2 separate regions of the Sus scrofa genome follow, and region 1 is linked to region 2. The links are chromatin contacts, called in public Hi-C maps. All regions are on one chromosome and are shown on one strand. The core of a region is the stretch at or near the end of the contact, and the rest is flanking DNA. Distances in the headings are between cores, read along the strand shown.

What was found. Hi-C and Micro-C count contacts between places; a contact is called where the count stands out from the background.
Region 1: a Hi-C map of fibroblasts shows a contact between it and region 2, with 2.8 times the contacts expected there. The contact joins two enhancer-like sites. A contact is called at or near these places in 4 of 47 Hi-C or Micro-C datasets (fetal heart ventricle, fibroblasts, heart right ventricle and 1 more).

Annotation. Positions count from the first base shown.
Region 1 is chr17:38,622,350-38,627,473 of Sscrofa11.1, reverse strand. MMP24 (matrix metalloproteinase-24) reads right to left here. Exons shown (of 10, transcript XM_021077693.1): 6 at 2,345-2,506. Among named protein-coding and RNA genes, the nearest start is that of EIF6, 19 kb to the left of the region's middle. Within about 2 kb of position 3,358, at least 11 of the 83 cell types and tissues checked have an H3K27ac peak or open chromatin away from gene starts, as enhancers often do.
Region 2 is chr17:38,494,401-38,499,199 of Sscrofa11.1, reverse strand. EDEM2 (ER degradation-enhancing alpha-mannosidase-like protein 2) reads left to right here. Exons shown (of 11, transcript XM_003359958.5): 7 at 34-175; 8 at 1,594-1,718. Among named protein-coding and RNA genes, the nearest start is that of EDEM2, 18 kb to the left of the region's middle. Within about 2 kb of position 2,094, at least 1 of the 83 cell types and tissues checked has an H3K27ac peak or open chromatin away from gene starts, as enhancers often do.

The DNA of each region.
Region 1 (5,124 bases), core at 2,109-4,608, 130 kb before region 2:
CAAACCCACATCCTCATAGATACTAGTCAGTTTCGTTACCACTGCACCACAGTGGGAATTCCTCGATGTCATTCTGTATCCTGTTCCAGCAGGGCCTCTGCCCTGTTGTCACCCACTGAAACTGCTGTCAGGATCACCAGTGACCTGTGTTGCCAAATCCAGCAGTTACTTGACTCAAACTTTGATGTCCATATGCATTATCCAGGGGTCTTGATAAAAATGCAGATTGTGACTCAGAGGGTCTGGGATGGGGCTTGCAATTCTGCATTTCCTTGAACTCTCAGGTGATGTCAAAGTTGCTGGCCTGAGGCCCACACTTTGAGTGGTAAGATCATAGAAACCCTTTCCTTGAAATGCTTTCTCTCTTCAAAACCCTGCACCCTCTTGGTTTTCTTACTCTCTTGGGCTCTTCTTTCTTACTCTTCTCAGTCTCCTTTGCTGCTCTAAAGGTTGCTGCTCCCAGCTCTAAAGGTTGGCCTGCCCCTGGGTCCTCTTCTCCTCTCTTCTCTATTTTGCTTCCTAGATCAGGGCTTCTCAACTTGGGCTGCATATTAGGATCACCTGGGGATCCCCCCAATGTTCAGAAGGCATCCCAGACCAATTAAAAGCACATCTCTGGGGGTGAAGGCTGGGTATCAGTATTTATTTTTTGTTTTGGCTTTTGTCTTTTTAGGGTTGTACCTTCAGCATATGGAGGTTCCCCAGCTAGGGGTTGAATCAGAGCTGTAGCTACCAGCCTACTTCACAGCCACAGCAACGCCAGATCTGAGCCGCATCTGTGACCTACACCACAGCTCACTGCAATGCTGGATCCTTAACCTACTGAGCAAGGCCAGGGATCCAGTCTGCAACCTCATGGTTCCTAGTCAGATTTGTTAACCACTGCGCCACTACGGGAACTCCAAAATTTTTTTTTTCCAGTATTTTTAAAAATTGAAATCCCAAGGTGATTCTATGGGCAGCCAAGTTGAGAATTGCTACCTATGTGATCTCATCCAAGTTCATGGCTTTAAAGACTCTCTGTTGGAACATTGCTCTGATAGGATGTTCTGTGATGACATAAATGTTCTATATCTGCACTGTCCCATACGTAGCCTCTAGCCAATGTGGCTACTGAGTACTTGAAATGAGCAACTAGTTATTAGTGTGGCAGATCTAAACTTTTCTTTCTTTTTTTTTTTTTTTTTTTTTTTTGCCTTTTTGCCTTTTGAGGGCCGTTCCCGCTGCATATGGAGGCTCCCAGGCTAGGGGTCCTATCAGAGCTATAGCCACCGGCCTACGCCAGAGCCACAGCAATGTGGGATCCGAGCCGCATCTGTGACCCACACCATAGCTCACGGCAACACCGGATCTTCAACCCACTGAGCAAGGCCAGGGATCGAACCCGCAACCTCATGGTTCCTAGTCAGATTTGTTAACCACTGAGCCACGACGGGAACTCCTGAACTTTTATTTCTAATTGATAGAAGTTAAAATTTTAATAGCCGCATGTTGCTATGACTACCTTAGGACACCAAAGATCCCAAATCAATATCCCAGCCTGTATCTCTGAGCTACAGAGGTCAATCTGCTGCTCTACAATTACAAAAGCCAAGAACTTTGGGGCAGTCCTTCTCCTGACACTCATTTGTAATCTGTCAGTAAATACAGTGCATTTCATTTTCAAAATAGCTTCCAGTTCCCACCCCTCCATCCCCCTTTCCAGTCTAGTCCTCCACTGCTTCACCTGTGGATATCCTGTCCATCCTCCAGGCTCTGGGTGGGGCCACCTCCTCTGTGAGGTCCTCCTCCCATGCTGCACATGGGGGGGCCATGCTATGTGGACATGCATGTGCTCAAGTAAACTGGTCTTCCCCTCACAAGTGACTTGACAAAAACAAGAACTTCCTGCAGAACTATGAACTGAGAACGGGGTAGCAGCCTTCTCATATCTTATCAAGATATATCAACCTAGTTTCTCTTTTCGCGTTTAAGAAAAAAGCTCTGGTAATAATATCCATCGCATTGTATCATATTACTCAGGCAGATACGTGAATCTCTTAGCTAGAGGTTGGACCCCTTGACGTGAACCCAGGAGGTGAGAGGAGGTGTGTGGAAGGTGAGGTGGATAGAGAAGAGGGAGCGGGTGTCTCTCCCAGTTGCAGCTCAGACCTGCCCTGCCAGGTTACCCAAATGTGTGTGTGTGGGTAAGCAGCCTTGCCCCCTCTGCTTAAGCAAAGACATCAGAGGTCTCTAAAGGTCAGACAGAGGTCAGAGACAGAGCAGCTGCCCCCTCCCCGCCCAGGCAGGCAGTCATGGCCCAGCCCCAGGGAAGGAACGGTGGCCCGTCTGCCCTGCCACACACCGTAGATCTTCTGGATGCCCTGGAGATCGTCCTGAGGCAGCTTGAAGTTGTGTGTCTCCATGTACTGGTAGAAGGGTGCCATGATGGCGCTGGGGTCATTGGAGTGCTCCAGTCCCAGCGCGTGGCCCAGCTCATGCACAGCCACCAGGAAGAGGTCATTCCCTGTGGAGAAGGGGAGGGGGAGGTACCCACTTAGGTGTCATCCAGTTAGTCCTTTACTTCAGCAAATGCGAGCAAAAGCTTTGTGCCAGGCCCTGTGCCGGGGACATTTAGAGAAATCAGACACATCCCTGCCTTCTAGAACTCTCCATATAGTGGCAGATAGGGACAGAGACACAAACTAAGTGAAATTAGTGTTCCAGGCACTTCAGTAGCTGTCAGTAATGGTAGAGAGGATTCCACACAGGGAGGAGCCATTAAAATTTGAAGGAAAATGTTCAGGGAAAGCTTCATCAAGGTGAGCCTTCAGTTGGGTTGCGAAAGATAAGCAATGAGTTGGGAGAATGGACTCAGTGGGTAGGAGAGGAAGCGGGTTGAGGGTGGCGTTCCTGGCAGAGGGAATGCTGTAAACAAGATCCAGGGACACGCGGTTTCATTCCACTTGGCTCTGGAACAAAGCAGGAGGGGAAGGCCAGAGGGAGATGAGGTCAGCCAGGCTGGCAGGCAGGGCTTGTGATGCCATGCAAAGAAATCTGGATTGGCTCTTTGACCAGTGGGGAGTTTAAGCAGGAGTGGGGGTGGTGACACGATGAAATCACTCTGGCTGCAGTGGGAGGAGGGATTAGAGGGTGATGAGACCAGAGGCAGGGAGATAACTAGGGTCTGTCTGGATGCCAGTATGAGGGTCTGCACCAAGGCGGAGGGAGTGGGATGGGCAGAGGGGAATCCTGGGGGTGGCGGGCTGGTGGTCATCTTCAGAGACCCAGGGGCAGGCGGGGCCTCGGCCGTGCGGCATCTCTCAGTCCTGAAAGAACTGAACGAAGGCCAAGACCAAGGCACGGATTCAAATGTGAGTGAAAACAAAGTCCAGGTGCTGAAAGTGGGACACGGGATCCCGAGGCAGCCACATGTCATAGGAGTCATGAGCCTGGGCCCTTGAACAAGACAGGCCTCGTTCATTTCCAGCTCTCCCCCCACCAGCTTTGTGAATTTGGCCAGAAGGTCTACCCCCTGAGCCTCAGTTTCCTCATCTGTTCCATGGGGAAATCACACCTGCCTCACAGGGCTGTGTGAGGATTGGCTAAGACAGTAGGTATTAATGGCGTGACACTGTGCAGCTGCTGCTGTTACCTTGCATAAGACAGAAGCTTGGGGACTAAAACAAACCTATTCACCAGAAAGGAAGCACAAGGCCTTTGAAGTTCCAGCCACCAGATCCTCTTTTTTTGGTCTTTTTAGGGCTGTACCCGCAGCATATGGAAGTTCCCAGGCTAGGGGTGGACTTGGAGCTATAGCTGCCGGCCTACGCCATAGCCGTAGCAATGCAGGACCTGAGCCAAGTCTGTGACCCATACCACAGCTCATGGCAATGCTGGATCCTTAACCAACTGATCAAGACCAGGGATTGAACCCGTGTCCTCATAGATACTAGTTGGGTTCGTTACCACTGAGCCACGATGGGAACTCCAACCAGATCCTCTTAAAGCCTGAGCTTCTAGAAACTCTCCGAGCTTCTGGAAACTCCCCTGAGCTTCTGGATCTGGCCTGGGACAGGGCAAGGCCTGATATTGGGGGGATTAAGTAACCCTGGCTTTGGGAAAGAAATGCAAGGGGCGGAGGATTGGTCAGGCTGTTGAATCAACAGTCCTGACTCTGGTATGTCCCATCATAGATTTCTGTTTGCCTTGACCTCTGGCATTTGAAGGCCCTCTGAGCCCTGCCTCCACTGCCCAGCCCTAAAGCATGTCTCAGTCCATTCCTGCCACCTCAAAGTACAGGGGAGGCTGCCAGGAGCCAAGGAGGTGGTCAGAAGTCCTAACGCCCACTCCCAGCCCCATTGTCACAGGCAAAACTGTCCTACCCAACCCGGCTGAGGGCCCCATGGGGCCAGGTAAGGCTGGAATTGTGTGTGGCCCTCCTGGCTAAGGTCTTGGGAAGAGAGAAGAGCCCTGAGGGGCAGACCTGGTCGCACAGGTGCATGCCTGCAGCTTGCTCGGCTGACACAACCAGTGCCTTCAGTGTAGGGGGGATGGGCAGGACCAGTGCAAGGTTGGCCAAGAGCTTGGGGCTGGCCTTCTGCTGGGGCAGGGCAAGCTGGCATAAGGAGGCCAGGCCGCCCCCAGTTCCTTCCTCAGGTCCTGGTCCCTCTGGCAGCAGGGAAGGGTGAGCTCATCTCTGAGCTCCATCCCAAACAAAGGCGGCTGCTTGAGCCAGCGGAAGGCAGCTCCGCTTCCCGGGGTCCAGTCCTGGCTCTGCTCCTGGCCTGTTCTGCGACCCAGGACAAGCTGTTCAGGCCTATGTCTCCTGAACAGACCCTTCTTCAGGGATCGACAGGGATCTCAGTGGAGAACCAGGGAGCTAGGGCTGAGCACCTGGCAAAGCTCAAAATATTTGTCCTCAGCCTGTGTCTTTTACTCTGTTAGCCTCAATGTTGCATCTCTGTGGAGAACAGGAGTAAGCCCTTGAAGGAAGGGGGCCTGTGGGTTTGTTCTAGGGACCAAAAGGCAGAGAGCTGGGGAGTTGGCATCCTACTGCACAGAAGCCTAAGAGACCTGATAAGTGGGGGCTACTCTGGGGAGGGGCAGGAGAACTCCCTGGAGTGAGGGGAAAGCAGAGGGCTG
Region 2 (4,799 bases), core at 845-3,344:
GCCCTCCTTTGGGACCACATGTCTCTCTCCCAGGTTGGCAACCACATCGACGTGCTCACTGGCAAGTGGGTGGCCCAGGACGCGGGCATTGGGGCTGGCGTGGACTCTTACTTTGAGTACCTGGTGAAAGGAGCCATCCTTCTTCAGGATAAGAAGCTCATGGCCATGTTCCTAGGTAAAAAGGGCAGGGTCAGAAGGCTTTTCCCCATGGTTTTTCCTGTTGACATGGAGTTTCTTTATAAACTTTCAGTTGCTCCCAGGTGCTACAGAATCAGTTCTGAAAGTCTGAGTCTGCATCCAAAGCCACCATGGACTTACACCATCCAGTGGAGGCCCACCACACCTCTGTGTACCTCCTTGCAAGAGCCAACTGTACCACGCTGGCTTCTCTGGATGCAGCCCTGGATTTTTTCATTTCCTGGCCATTGCTGGTGGTGTTTCCTTTGCCCAGAAGACCTTTTATTTTGCCTTTGTGTATCCAAATTGTTCGCCCTTCAGGGCCTAGTTTAAATGTCACTTTGCCCAGGAAAAAACCTGATCCTTCCTCAGAATTTAGGGCCTTCAGCATCTTTCTTGTAGTCAACTGTCATAACAATTACAGCTCTGACCACTGAGTGAGACATCCAGGCCTCATTTGTCTTTGTACTTCCCACAGTGCTTGGTAGGAGGTAGCTAGTAGATTAATGCCTACTGAATAAAAACATTTTACCCTCCAGGTCCTCAGACAATAGTAATAATGCTATTGAGGAATTATTGGACCCTTAATAATAATTATGGCTATCATTCGTTTATTCAGCAAATATTTATTGAGTACCATTGATGTGTCAAGTACTGTGCCAGGCACTGAACATAGACTCTTTCACTTAATCCTTACAACACTATTTGAAATTGTCTTACTTATTTGCATGTATATTTGATACTTTGTTCATTCAGATGATATTGTGCATATTTATTATGTACTGTCTTCGTGTTGGGCATCCCACAATGAACAAAACAAAACCCGAGCTCTCATAGATTTACAATCAAGAGGGAATTTTAAGTCCAAGTCCCCTCTAGCATATAAGCTCCCTGAGGGCTGGACTTTGTCTTATTTATCATCTTCTAAGTGCCTGACACCTAGAAGATGATCAGTGAATATTGTTAAGTGAATAAATGACTGCACAATCCCATGAGGTATAAAATATTACTCTCCTCGCTTTATAGATAATAAGACTGAGGCTTAAGAGGGAAAAACTTGCCCAGGGTCACAGCTAGCAAGTGGAAAAGCTGAAGCTGGCTTTTTTTTTTTTTTTTTTTTTTTTTGGCCATCGCACGCTGGGGCTTGATGTGGGATCTCAGTTTCTAGACCAGAGATTGAACCCCAGGCTGCAGTGGTGAAAGCAGAGTCCTTACCACCAGATCAGCAGGGAACTCCTTGGAGCTGGAATTTGAGCCTGGAAGTTTGACTCCAGAACCTGTGCTCCTTCCTCTGTGCCTCCTTGTCTATGTTGAGGCTAGGCCATCCTAGAGTCTCTCAAATGTTTAGGTCTGTTGACAAAGCCTGCCTTTTGTCTCCCACATCATTGATGTGTCCATTATCTTATTCCTCTGCAGAGTATAACAAAGCCATTCGGAATTACACCCGCTTCGATGACTGGTACCTGTGGGTGCAGATGTACAAGGGGACTGTGTCCATGCCGGTCTTCCAGTCTCTGGAGGCCTACTGGCCTGGTCTTCAGGTAGGAATGATCAGAGAGGGTGGTCATTTTTCTATGGAACCAACAAAGCAAGCCCATTCTGACGTGCCAGTCAGAAGCGATCGGACTTGGGATGGGAGAGAGGCTTAGAGTGAATTAAACAGATTTGCAGTTCTGCCTAACCAAATTTTCCAAGGGAAGCTTCAAAGTGTTAGGCACTGAACTTCCAGTTTGTTATGGAATGTTGTACCACTTAAAGCAGACGGCATCTTTCTGGGCTGGGTGGTAATAGCCATTGGCAACCACCGTTTCTCCACTGGATATTTCTGTCACATTCCTCATTCTTGACAGCCGGCCTGAGGAAGGGTGTGAGAGCATCTGGGGCTGCTCTGCTTGCCATCATTATGTTTTTCCATTACACAGGGTGATAGAGCTGTAGCTGGAAGGGATCCTGGAGCCCATCTAATCTACCCACTGGGTGTCCTAAAATATTTTTGTAAACTACTTTTTTTTTTTTTAATCCTAAGGTAATAACATGTTGATGATGATATATTTTTAAAGCACAAAAAGAAATAGAGTGATAAATAAGTCTCAGGCCTCCACCCTCAAGAGTCTCTCCCCAGTCCAGCCCTTATTGTCAGGTTTCTGCTTCTGAATATCTTTCCAGAAATCTGTTTAGTTATATGTATATTTATCTCCCCCTTTTTTCTTTACATAAATAGGAATATTGTTTATTCTTTTTCCCTGAATGTATCTTGAAGATCATTCTCTCTTTTTTTTTTTTTTTGTCTTTTTGCCTTTTCTAGGGCTGCACCCACAGCATATGGAGGTTCCCAGGCTAGGGGTCTAATCGGAGCTGGAGCAGCCAGCCTATGCCGGAGAAACAGCAACGCGACCTATACCATAGCTCATGGCAACGCTGGATCCTTAACACGCTCAGTGGGGGCAGGGATTGAATCTGCAACCTCGTGGTTCCTAGTCGGATTCGTTGACCACTGAGCCACGACAGGAACTCCTCATTCTTTATTGATATATATATATATATATATACACATATATATATATACATATATATATATATCAATTTTGCTTTTTTAAACAGTTGCATATATTCCATTGAATAGAGGTATGGACATTTATTTAACTAGTTCCCCATTATATACTTTTAGCCAACCCTCTCATTTTACATATTTATGTAAAGAGGCTCAGAGAGAATTTACAGATAATATTAAATATTGGTCCAAATCTTCTAAGATCTTCAAATTTTATTGATTGTCTTCTAAAGAATTTTGAAAAATTATAGAGCCCCTTGTATATTTTAAATCATGAGTTTAAATAGTTGCATACCATTCCTTTTTCTCCTTCAACTCATATTTCCATTCTACTACCCCAACAGGATTTTATATTAATTATTATATTTTATGCTAAAAGCATTTTCTTGATCACCCTATTATATGTCTCTGTGACAAAATTTGTTCCTACATAGAAATTTATATTTTATGTCTTTTTTTTTTTTTTTTTTTTGTCTTTTCAGGGCTGCACCCTGGCATATGGAGGTTCCCAGGCTAGGGGTTGAATTGGAGCTATAGCTGCCAGCCTACACCACAGCCACAGGAATGCCAGATCTAAGGCATGCCTGCAGCCTACACTACAGCTCATGGTAATGCTGGATCCTTAACCCACTGAGCAAGGCCAGGGATTGAACCCACAACCTCATGGTTCCTAGTTGTATTCGTTTCTACTGCGCCATGACGGGAACTCCAGAAATTTATATTTTAAAATTTCCTCTGACCATAGGCTCTGAGTATTAAATTTTTTTCTTCTGGATTTAGTTACCATTAGTATGTAAGTGATTTAAAAACATTTATAGCATTTATATATATATGGCATGGCATATGGAAATTCCCAGGCTAGGGGTCAAATCAGAGCCACAGCTGCTGGCCTGTGCCACAGCCACAGCAACTAGGGATCCAGGCCGAGTCTGCAACCTGCACCCTGAGCACATGGTAATGTCAGATCCTTAACCCAATGAGCAAGGCCAGGGATCAAAAACCCTCATCCTCATGGATACTAGTTGGGGGATTAATTTTCCTCTGAGCCAAGTCAGGAACTCCCTATAGCTTATAATTTTTTATGGTAATAAACCTGAAAGCAATTTTATTTGAAGTGCATTTCTTAAATGAGATTTTTGGGGCTTTTAAAATTTTTAAGCAGTTTGTGTATTTGTGCATGAATAATACATGTTGCTAAAACAGGGCATGATTAGGCATCAATTTTATTCCTGCTTTTCATTTTTTTAGATGCAAGTGCCTAGGAGCCAATGCACATAAATAAATAGATGGAGCTGCAAGGAGTTTGATTATTGCAGTACCATTCAATTCTTTGAAATCAGTGAGTTAGTAGATTGAACCATATAAAATTGCCAATATTGAACCATTTTTGACCTGAAAAAGTAGCAGTATTATGTGGTTCAGTCTTTATATGGTTAAAAAAATCACATAATGGTCTATCATCAAAAATATTTTTAAGGACTTCCTTGGTGGCCTAGCGGTTAAGGACTTGTTGTCACTGATGTGGCTCGAGTTCAGTCCCTGGCCTGGTAACTTCCGCATGTCATGGGTGCAGCCAAAAAAAAAAAAATTTTTTTTTTAAAGCGCTCTCTCTGCTGACAATTTGACCAGTTCCTCTTTCAATTTTTTGAAAGCCAGGAATTGAAAGCTGTCTCATTTGCAGAAGGATTTGTTACTGTGTGGTTAAAGGCATTAATTTTTCTCTACACCTACACTAGTATTTTATTTTTTATTTTTTTTAATTTAATTAAATTAATTAATTTATTTATTTTTGTCTTTTTAGGGTCGCACCCATGGCACATGGAGGTTCCCAGGCTAGGAGTCTAATCGGAACTGGGGCTGCCAGCTACACCACAGCCATAGCAACTCAGGATCTGAGCCGTGTCTGCGACCTACACCACAGCTCACAGCAACACTGGATCCTTAACCCATTGAGCGAGGCCAGGGATCGAACCCACAATCTCATGGTTCCTAGTCGGATTTGTTTCTGCTGCACCACAATGGGAACTCCCTACACTAGTATTTTAAATTTTACCTGGTTCAGTGCTCAGGA